Regions from separate parts of the Cricetulus griseus genome. Here region 1 is linked to region 2. A link is a contact called in public Hi-C data. All regions are on one chromosome and are shown on one strand. Each heading gives the region's core, a stretch centred on a gene start, on an enhancer-like site or on the middle of the called end of the contact. The rest is flanking DNA. Distances are from core to core; before and after follow the strand shown. Region 1 overlaps Ablim1 (actin-binding LIM protein 1). Region 2 has its middle 44 kb from the start of Fam160b1.

Region 1 (5,644 bases), core at 473-2,972, 110 kb after region 2:
ATCTAAGGTCAGGCTTCACATCTCTCTCTGTGTACGGTGAAGTTTTTTTTTTTTTTTGGGGGGGGGGTGTTTTTCCTGCCTGGATAACTGGAGAATAATAATACCCTTGAAGTCCAAAGTTTAGTCGGTTAGCTTGCTATGTAAATTTTGTTGACCATGTGTACTGTTTAATTTGTTTAATGTTCACACAGGTGTTGTATGTAATCTGCTTTTTGGTTATTTGTTTTGTTGTGTTTTCTCATGGGGTAAGTTTGAAGCCTCATCCTCCATGACATTTGTTCTCTCCGTGTTTTGCATCCTCCTTTCTTCTGCAGGCACTGAAATCGTCTCAGATTTTCCTGTGTTCAGAATCTGGTGTCTCATTTGGCATCTCTTTTGTTCATTTCTTAATGTTGATCCTCTCTTGCTCCCTAGTTTTCATTTTTCAACTTCTGCTATCTCCATCCTCATTCTCTTGTGCCATCTTCTCAGCCCGGAGGTCCTTTTCATTGTTTTGTGTCCTAATTCAGTGCTCTGCACCTTCACAAACTCCCTCCCCCCTGGTCATTCACTGAGGACAGAGAGTTGAGATGACATCAGATCCTGGGCTCTGTGCTCACAATCTTCAGTGGTTCCAGCTCAACAGGAAAGGCCAGGACCTTTCGCTGACACAGAACCCTAACCCCTTCCACCTTTCACCCAATTCCCCCTGTTCCTATTAGCTTCTCCCTGCTTTGATTTGCCAGGTAAAGTCCTACCTGCGGACATTGTTCCCACTCTGTCGGATATCTGTGTCCACAGACCCCGCCCAGCTCCTTCTTTTCCCTCTGTGCCATTATTCAGATGACAATTCACCCATGTCCCCTCTTCCCAACTCTGTCTTGTCTTTTTCCTAAAGTACTTCCTACTTCCTAGGCACACACAGAAAATGACTTACCTACTCCATTTTGCCACCCACCCTTGTCACCCTTGTCTGCCTCCAGCTCAGGGGCTCCTGACTCATTTCTAAGCCAGCATCTTCTGTGCTGCCATTTCCAGTGTAAGCGACTGGGTTATCCAGGAAGGCAGCGGGGATGCAAGGGAAGCAACAGGGCTCCTCCTGCCCACTCTTTCTTCCTTTTTTTCCCTTTCTTTCTTTCTTTCTTTCTTTCTTTCTTTCTTTCTTTTTCTTTCTCTTCTTCTTCCTTCTCCTCTTCTTCCTCCTCTTCCTTCTTCTTCATCCTCCTCCTCCTCCTTTTGGTTTGTTTTAGAGACAGGGTTTCTCTGTGTAGCCCTGGCTGTCCTGGAACTCGCTCTGTAGACCAGGCTGGGCTCAAACTCAGATATTTGCCTACATCTGCTTCCCAAGTGTTGGGATTAAAGGTGTGTGTCACCATTGCCTTGGAGTTCCCCGTTCATGGGGCATTGCACACAGGCCAGTGGAACAGCAGGGATGAGACACACACCCCATGCGTATCTCACTTGATAGCATGAGTGCTCTATTGCCCTCTTCACTTACGAAGTGAATAGTGGTAATAATACAGTTGGAAGACTGTATTATGACAGATGTCAATATGACCACACCTTACTCAGGTTTCTCGCCCACGAAGCCTTACATGACCTCACCAGTGGAGTGTGTTACCGCCATTCTCAGATGTGATTGCTGAACCCCGCATAGGGAAAGTAATGCGCCCAAGGCCACTGGGCACCGAGTATGTGGAATTCAACCCCAGCCTGTGTCTGAGCACGTTTCCTGTGTGGCCAGAGTGACTTAATAAAGTAATGCTGGTAAGAGGCCAGACAGGAGGGTGGGGCCATTTCTGTGCAATTGCGTCACCAATCCTGGACAAAGAGCTCTGTGACTTTAGTTGTCCTCTTTAGTCATACAAATTGCAGATTTTCTCGGTGTAGAGCCTGGGTGGCACGGTCCCTCCTGAAGCTGTCCTTCCTGTGGTCACATGGGGAGTGATGGCTGTTCATGCTGCCCGTTTGACTTGGCTTGCTCCTCGGGTGATGACTGAAATGTACCAGGAGAATGAGAAAAGGCTGTTTTCTGGGAGTGCCAGGGAGTGATGGGGAAGGCTGGGAGGCCAAGTGAGGGCAGGGTGGGAAATGAAGGTTTTTATATCTTGCAAAATTCTGCAACCAATAAAAAGAACTTTTAACTTGATGCAAACCACAAAACACAATTTCCTGAGAATGACTGGGCAGAGCTAATGATTGAGCAGCACTGTCAAAGATGTGTGGATCTGGGTACCTGCCTGCTGTCCAGGGAGGCAGTGTCTGCCACAACAAGGCTATGATGCCCTTGCTTTAGCAAACCCTGTCACATGAAGTCTGGCATCAGATGAAGCATAAATTATCAGGAGAGAGATTACTTTACACATGTCTCAGGTCTTCTGTAAGAAATACTTTAAAAAGTTATCCAGCAATGGGGGAGGTTCACACGCTTGTGACTTTCCTGGACACGTGTGCTTGCCTGTCTCTCTGTGTGAGTGTGTGTATGTGTTTGGGCACTTGAATGGAGTGTTTTTGCTTCTGCATATGGTGTGTGTGTGTGTGTGTGTGTGTGTGTGTGTGTGGTCTGAGAATAAGAAGGGGAGGCTGTCTCAACCTGCATAGAATGGAAAACCCAGCTACCCAAAGGCAGAGTTTGTGATTTTGAACTTGGACCAACCTGACTCTCTTATTTATTTATTTATTTATTTATTTATTTATTTATTTATTTTCATTAATTAATTTCCAACCAAAGCTCTTCCTCTCACCCCTCCTCATGCCCTCCCCCAGCCCACCCCGACCCAATCCTCCCAACAGGAAAGGGATCCCATCGGGAGTCAACAAAGTCTGGCACATTAAGTTGGGGCAGGACCAAGCCCCTCCCCACTGCATCAAGGCTGACACAGCATCCCCTCCTAGAGAATGGGCTCCATCAAGCCAGCTCATGCACCAGGGATACATCCTGGTGCTATGGCCAACTTTACTCTTAGCTTTTACTTAGTGTCCTAACATGTGACTTGACCAACTGTGAGGAGGAATAAATGAGGTGGCATGGTAACCAGGCGGGAATGGTGGCTGACACATGATTGTCACTCCATAAACGGTGACAAAAATGACAGTGAGGGAAAGAGGGATGTGGCTCCCAAAGGATTTAGCTGCTGGAGTCCTTTACAGCTTGCTTTCTCTTCAAGGTCATTCTCAGTTTGGATCTTTCAGCCAAGACTTTTAAGCAATTGTTAATCTTTTTTTAATCTAAGAGACTGGATTTCCTTTAAAAATTAAAGGTAAATTAAGAGTTGGATTTTTCTGTCAGCCTATCTGCTGTTTTAAATGAATACTTACTTAGAACTTTGGCATTTCTCATGGTAAGCTGTCAGCATTTATCTCTTTAGTGCTGCCCTTGGATCTGGAGTGTATCTGAGGTTCCCGTGTTGGAGGCTCTAGGTTGGTGCTCTTGGGTAGTGGCAGAAATGGTAAAGGTGGAGCCTAGGGGGGAAGGTCTCCTGGTCATGGAGGGTGTGCCCTTCGGAGAACACCTCTTCTCTGAGGTAACAGCCATGAGATGTCAGGCACTCTCCACCACAGCTCTGAAAGAGCTGGAGCCCACTGCCTGTGGATGGAAACCTAAGAGTAAACTTCTCTTTCAGGGAGGTACTTACTTCAGATGTTTGTTACATTAAGGGACCGCTGACTGAAGTACTTAGTATCCATCAAATACTGCATTCCTACTTAATGTCATTATTGTGTGACCACAGATGCCATAACATGTGAGCTCCTTCCCAAGAGCGCTCATAAACTCATAATCTTTTGGAAAAGTAAACACTAGGATCCTAGTCTTGGTGTCGGTAATGAGAGAGAGAGAGAGAGAGAGAGAGAGAGAGAGAGAGAGAGAGAGAGAGTTATTGAGCAATGGGGGAGGTTCACAAGCTTGTGACTTTCCTGGACACATGTGCTTGCCTGTTCTTACCATGCCTTCTTTACCATGAAGGCATTGCAACCCTACCTGACAAAAATTGGTTGTTCTATGACAGAAAAAAAAAAAAACTGGACTACTATCTGGGAGACATGAAAGAAAATGAGAAAGCCAAGAGCAACTTGATTTTCAAAATGCCCTTTACTAGTCAGCCAGAGCTGTTTGGGTACATGAGAATGTCTCGTGTGGTTGAAATTAGGTTGAGGTCTGTGAGACTCTATCAGAAAAAATTCTTCAGACTCCAGTAATAGGTTGGAGAAAGATGACTGACTTTGTTGCTCTGCCATTTATATCCTCAGTGGGTTGTTTATAGTGACCTTTATATAAACTACAACAACTGTTAGGCATTTTCTTGAGTTGTAACCTCTTGCTTAGATCCAAATTCAGAACTGGCTCCCGTAGACCATAGGGAAGCTCTAGGAACAAGTGCCAAAACCCCCTCTCCATTAAGGACTCCAGGACAAGAGCTCTGCTTGGCATTGAGGGGGGACAAATGTCCTGAGCTGTCTCGTGAGCACTCGAGAGTTAGCAGCCCCAAGGAGACAGGCTGGCAGGGATGTGTCTCAGTAAATTTTCATTAAGGTCATGGAAACTGTCTCACAGATTATGTTGGCTCATGAACAGTGTAAGCATTATCTTCCAGATGTGATGCCATGCACACAGCTGTTTGCCAATCTTATTCTGTCTTCCCATTTTGTGGGTTGCATGTCTGGGCCTGGGGTCACTAATCACTCAGGGAGCTGGCTATAGCTCAGGCCTCATGCCCATCAGAATCTGGGTCATCAGACCAGCAGTGAAGGCCAGGTGTCTGCACTTCAAGCGCTCAAGGACATCTGTGCCTGAGCAATCTTCGGAACATACTTGGGGTGGAAATAAATGATACACCTTCATGCATACACTTCCTTCGAGCGTAGCCCATCATGGAGATGAAGCCATCACTGTGGAACCATAAGAATCCCAAATGAACTGTGCTTTTAAAAACGCCACATGTGTGGTGTGTAAAGTGATCCTTTCCTTCCTACTATCAGAGAGATGTTTAAGTAAACTCACAAACCCGGACACTTTCTGGACACCTAGTCCGTATCAGACAGTCTGCTAAATACGGGAAACAGGACGGAACACACAGGGCTGGAAACAGGTCACAGGGGGGCTTTGAGATGCAGCCAAGGATGTTAGAACTCATTTTCGGAATAAAGAAGTGCCTTAGACTTGAGATTCCAGCCACACCACCTCTGAAGTCCTGGCGTGGCGTGGCATGATGAGCCCTCTGTGATCTCCCACACACCTAAGCTTGCACTTCCTCTGCCACCTACAAGCAGCCAGCTACTCGATACCTCCTGTTCCATGACCTCCGCTGGAGTAGGTCATTAGCGTCCCACCCACCCCAGCCAGCCCTTATCCATTTCCCATCCTGACTTCCCTGCTGGGGCATAAAACTAACTGCCTGTGCACACTGTCTCTCAGCCCCGTCCTAAGTTCTCTGTGAGTATTTGTGCATCTCCTTTCTGTGCTGTCTGCATGACACCTGACATGAGCCAACATCCCACTAGCGTCTGAGGTAGGGAGAGACAGATGTAAGCACAAAGTAGAGAGAAAATAAGTGCCTTGTTCTCTGGTGTGTGTGTGTGTGTGTGTGTGTGTGTATAAGTGTCTGGTGTGTGTGTGTGTATAAGTGTCTGGTGTGTGTGTGTGTGTGTGTATAAGTGTCTGGTGTGT
Region 2 (5,776 bases), core at 1,767-4,266:
ACAGCTGAGAGCCGTGGGAGTGAAAATCAATATTCAATCGTTCAAAGACAGAGCATGAATAATGCACGCAAGCTCCCTTCCATTCACAGTTGAAAGCATACTTTTGGCAAGAGTCAAAGTAACTAACCATTTTCCCCCGGACAGATTGGAATATGTGTCTTCTTTGGGTCAATCCAAACTCCTCTCGTCTACAGGATAGAATTTATAGTATAGCATTTATTAATCTTGAAGATGGCAGCCACCATGTTTCCACAGACATCTTATTCTTCCCAGCTTGCTTGCACAGCCGTTACTATTTCAGGAGAGGCTGTCTTGATTCTTACAGGTTGGAAGAATTAGTTCTTAGATTTCTAACACTACAGATGTTCTAGAATGTGACTGGCTCTAAAGGCATTCCACAGCAGCATTGCTGCAAAGTACAAGTCAGTGGGGTTGGGGAGATAGCTCAGTGGGTGAACACTTGCCCAGAAGCAAGAAGCAGTGTTCAGGCCCCTTTGCCCACATAAAAGTATGGGCATGTGCCTGAGTGCAGAACTGGGGTTGGGGAGGGGACAGGTAGATCCCATCCACCAACCAGTGCAGTGCAAACAGTGAGCTCCAGGTCCAATGAAGAGACCCTGTCTCAAAAAATAAGGTGGAGGGTAACAGAGGAAGACATCTGATAACAACCTCTGACACCCATGTGTGAGCATGTATACACACACACACACACACACACACACACACACACACACACACACTAAACAAAGATACATAACCAACTATATATATTTTAAAACTTGGAATTGATACTAAACCTGAAGAAAACCTACTCCATTAATGATGATCTCTGACAATGAACCTATCTTTTTAAGCTGCTAGGTTCTGAGTACACATGTGCTTCAGCATCCATGGGAGACTAGTTCCAGTATCCCTTGGAGTGCATAGTCAAAATTCTTATATTAAATGCTGTCATATTTGCATGTAAACTATACATTTCTGCCTGTGTTCTTTAAACCATTTCCAGATTAGTTAAAATAACTAGTGCAATGTAAATGCAATATAAAATGATATATTAGGTCATTTAGGGCGGGGGGGCATATTCATGTTCAATGCAAACACAATTTATTCTCTTCAGAGAGGTGTTGCTATGTAGCCCCAGCTGGCCTTGAACTTGTGATCCTCTGGCTTTGGCCTCCTGAGTGCTGGGACTACGGCATTTGCCGCCGTGTCTGACAAGATATAGTTGTGTTATTCAATAGTCATGGCTCACATTTGGTTGATTTCATGGATATGAAAACTAGAGCTAAGTTGAGGGCTGACTACACTTGCTCTCTGCCTAAAAACACTGTGTACATTGCCTTATTCTAGACATAGATAGGAGCATATTTTAGGACCATCTGTGTGGTCTATTATAAGTATCTTAAGGACATGAGGGTAAGATCTGCTTGTACTGTATCCTTGGTTGTACAATGAGGTTATAAAGTCCAAAATGACAACGGCACATGAAGAGAGGGACTGGTAGGTATCATCACGAGGCTAAGGGGTAGACAGGCACACACGGGACCTCTGTCTCTGTATGACAGCCACTATAATGCATGCTCTGTAACATACTTGCAGAACTAAGTCAATTCAGCTGCACTGCCATGTTCATGGAGTTTGTTTTTTGTTTTTTGTTTTTTTTTTTTTCAGAGCTTTGGTGGGAGAGAAAACACAATGCAATATGTGAACAGCAACACAAAACACATGCTTTAGGCGGTTGTGTGTTTGGTACAAATAGGTGTTTCTGAAAATACATGGAAGTTGTGAGGTCAGTGGGCATTGACATATTCAGGAACATTTTATGAGATGCTTATGGGGTAATTTGGGTTGGGAGAAAGGCATTTGCAAAGAACAGTGAGGATGAAGAAAGGCAGAGGACAATAAACACCGTTATTGAGAAATGTCAGCAGAGAAAGTAGCCGTGTTACGTGTTTGGGCAGTAGCGACAGGTGACGGGCAACGCACAAGGTACAAAGGTTCTTAATGTTTCAGAAGACGCCGCTCTTCAGACATGGGGCATGCCTGTTTTGTTCACTATTGTGGCCCTACTATCCAACACAAAGACTGGCACATAGGATATGTTCACTACACCTCTGTTGGAGGAATTGCTCTGCTGAAATTGGTTGGATGAAATACTTAGACTATCTGAAGATCAGTGGGGACAGCCTGCAGGTTTTGGAGTTATGACAATGTCCTAAGCAGGAAAAACTACCCTCAAGGCAGCAGGCAACATTAAAGCGATGGAGGGAGAGGCTGGACATGGAGGCTGCCCTGTAACCACTCAGGTGACAGCGCTTGGTAGTGAGCGGAGGATAGAGAGGAAGAAAGTCACCTTGAGATGGGAGCAACTGGTCTGTGACCCGTTGGCTACTTCTCCGTCTAAAAGGCAGCTGGGATGTCATCAAGGTGCCAGACAAAAAGTTGGTTTTAGTTGCAGAGTTCAGTGATTGCTATTGAAGTTTGCAATTTTTCTCACTATGACTTTTTTATTTCCCTAACCCTTCGCTCCCCACAGGATCATATGGTTGGGCTTTCTCCAGTTATCTACCAATTGTTTTTCCTAAAACTGTGTCCACCTGTTCTTTGAACATTTCTGAATCGCGGAACCATTATTATGGACTGCCAAAGACTGCTCCACAGTCAGGGTCAACCTCCCTTCAGGTAACCCTGGAATTCTTCCTCCGGTCAAGCGCAGCACTTACGGAAGGCATAGAGTTACTCCTGACGGTGTCTCTGTGACCAAGGCTAGACGCTGGAAAGCCTTCAATGACAGCAGTCCTCCCTCCAACCCCCCACCCGCACCATCATCACCAGGGACACGGGTCCAGAGTGTGGACGGCACAGCACCTTGCTCAGGAACAAAGCTCTGCCGGGAGCGACAGCCAAGCGGGCAGTGTGTCCCCAGCAGCCACTGGACCCGAGTGGGCCCGGCCTGCCCACCGGCACCCGGCGGGGGAGCCGGCCCCGCCCAGCCGGCCCTAGCTGTCAGCAGCGCCGCGCCCTGCGGATCCCTGCCTGCCCGCTTGCTCGCCCGCCCGCCCGCCCGCCCGCCCGGCTGCCCGGAGCGCGGAGCAGGTGTCCTGCGGGAGGCGTCCGCCCCGGGCTGGGGAGGCGCGAGCCCGTGTGTGCGCGCGTGGTCTCGGGATCCTATCCTCCCCACGCCCTGCGGGCTGCTTCTCTCCCTCCTGATTCTGCTGCGGCTGCCTGAGTCATGTCCACCCGAGGTGAGTGGGGACCAGGTGGCACGGTGTGTGGACCCAGCGCCGGATCTGGAGCAGGGCGCACTGGGCAGGTGCCCGAGGGCAAGGGGCTGCGAGAGCCGCGCTGGCCCCAAGCGGGCCTGAAACTTTGGCAGCGGCTCCCCTGGGCTCCTAGGCTGGGAAAGGAAGAGCTCGCCCTTGACCTTGATCGCCGGATGTGGGCGAAGCCTGAGGGCCAAGGTCCGGTGCCCAGCCCACCTGTACTAACTGCGCCTCTGGGCTGGGAGGGCGTGGGGGATGGGCTGGCCACTGCCAATCTTGCTGAAGAGCTGTGTAAGGGCTGGTTGGGAGGAAGAGGCATTTTTTCCTCTTTTCTTGTTACCATTTTGTAGCTCAGTTATGGAAGAAATCCAGGGCCCGATGCAGCAAGATTTAAAGCTGCAGGATTCATACTCCATTTCTTTCTTTTTTTTTTTTTTTAAGTAATTTTACCTGTACTAACCGTTGCCTGGCGTCCCTCGTTCTCGTCCTACCCTTTTTGATCTGGAGCGGAAATAATTACTGCAGGTGAAATGGAAGGATGAAAAGGAAGGGGGGGAAAGTCAGAAATGCTTTTCAGGCAGGAGCGAAGGGAATGCATTTCTTGCCATCTGGAACCAGCAGTGATGCCTGGGAGAGTGAGTTAGTCATAGCTCAGCGGCTGCTACTATGAGTGAAATATTAAAAAATCAAGCCATTGTGCAGCCTGCAAGCGATTAAAGTGAAGTGGCTTGGTTGCTTTGTCAGAAGCATTGAAGGAAAATATTGATTATTTTTAGAAAGTGCATTTGCAGAGCGGTAACTTCGGCATCTCTGACTCCCCTTGAAGCAACTTGTGACAGGTTGCATGCAGAGCTGGCCTCTGGACTCTGAAGCTTTGGCCCTTTCTGTTGAGGGAGAAAGTTAGGAATTCAATTATGTCGTTAGATAATTAAATGCTCCTTTTCAGGGCCCTGCCAAAGGATTATCATAAATAATCTCTACTCAGAATACTTAAAATCCACTTTGCAGAGTCTGATCCTGGTTGCTCTGTCAATGCCACTGGTCACCTTCACATCTAGAAATGGGTTGGAGGGGCCAGGATTTACGTTTAGACCATCGGACTATGGTGGTGACAGGAGGCCCCAATATGACCGATCTAATTGTTCCAATGCTTTGTGCGTGTTAGGGCTGGAGGAGGGAAGCAGAGTGAGCAACGTATGGAAGGCACTGGAGCAGGCTCTCCTGTGGCTCTAGGGACTCTGAACAGTGCTCTGAAGCCCGGGCTTTCAGCCCTGACCTTTGTACTCAGTAAGAACAGCAAGGAGCACGTGGGGGAAATCTGTCAGAAGTTGTAAAACTCTCTTGGGTAAAAGTCCAGTTGACTTGGTCTCATATACCTCTAAAATCTCTTCGGCAAAGCCCGGATAACTGTTGGTGCCAAATGACCACTGGGAACCTTGACACGCCCTGGGGAGATGACCTTATCAATTTCACATGGTCTCTGTAGTTTTTGACCTGGGATGTCACAGGGAGGTAGCCCAGTGACTAAAAGGGTGCTTGGTCCTGGATAGAACCTGCTTTCTCGAGTATCTCTGAGCCTGCCTCCTCAGTGGTGATTTCCTGTTTCCCTTTCAAACCCATGTTGGTAACTGTGCTGCTTAGTTTTAACTGTCAACTTGGCGTAACCTGGAATCATTGGGAAGAGAATCTTAGGGATCATCTATCTGTATCGGACTGGCCTGTGGACAAGTGGGAGTGGGCATCTTGATTATTAATTGATATAAGCAGATACACCCAGAGTACCTGAGGTACCACTTCACGGGCTGGGCCCTGAGCTGTGTAAGGGTGAAGAGAGCCAGCTGCTCATGAGAGAGCACACTCCCATACATTTATTCTTTCTCTGATCTTGTGCTTTAAGTTCCTACCTTGACTTCTCCACAATAATGAGCTGTAACCTGTGATCATGAGCCAAAAAACACCAAAAACAAAACCCTTCTTCCCTTAAGTTGCCCTGGCCAGGGTATTTTGCCACAGCCACAGCAATGAGACAGAAAAGATCTTACATCCGGTAGATGAAGTCTGACTAAGCTCACAGGGGAAGATGTCCCATGAAATACTAGGTGTTGAGCCTTGTTACTTGTTTTGTCAGACATTCACATCTGTTATGTACCCCACCCCTTTAATAACACAGGAGGGGGGGTACTAGCATGATCTCCCATTTTACAGAAGGAACTGAGGTTTGGGAGCTTTTGTGTTGGGTGCCCATACTTCAGTGGCTGGTGAGTAGGAGATCCTGCTCTCTGTCCAACGCTGTCTGTCTCGGCTCCTTTGACCAGAGTTTCACAAACATCTTCACAGGCATTTTGTGACGTCAAGGGGAGGAACATGACTGCCTGTGCTTCATGGCAGTCATTTGACTGTCCCATTCTGCCTCCTCATTTCTAGCTTGAGGACCAATTCATAGATGCTATCTAAGTCCTAGGGATTTTATTGTGTCTTCACAAAGTACTGTTACTTACAGTTATTCTAAAAGA

The links. Hi-C and Micro-C count contacts between places; a contact is called where the count stands out from the background.
Region 1: a Hi-C map of liver shows a contact between it and region 2, with 2.2 times the contacts expected there. The contact joins two enhancer-like sites. A contact is called at or near these places in 2 of 8 Hi-C or Micro-C datasets (fibroblasts and liver).

Annotation. Positions count from the first base shown.
Region 1 is chr3:4,235,314-4,240,957 of CriGri-PICRH-1.0, forward strand. The region is part of intron 1 of Ablim1 (actin-binding LIM protein 1); the gene reads left to right. It also overlaps the pseudogene LOC100757197. Among named protein-coding and RNA genes, the nearest start is that of Ablim1, 11 kb to the left of the region's middle. Within about 2 kb of position 1,723, at least 1 of the 6 cell types and tissues checked has open chromatin away from gene starts, as enhancers often do.
Region 2 is chr3:4,125,280-4,131,055 of CriGri-PICRH-1.0, forward strand. No RefSeq gene overlaps it. Among named protein-coding and RNA genes, the nearest start is that of Fam160b1, 44 kb to the left of the region's middle. Within about 2 kb of position 3,017, at least 2 of the 6 cell types and tissues checked have open chromatin away from gene starts, as enhancers often do.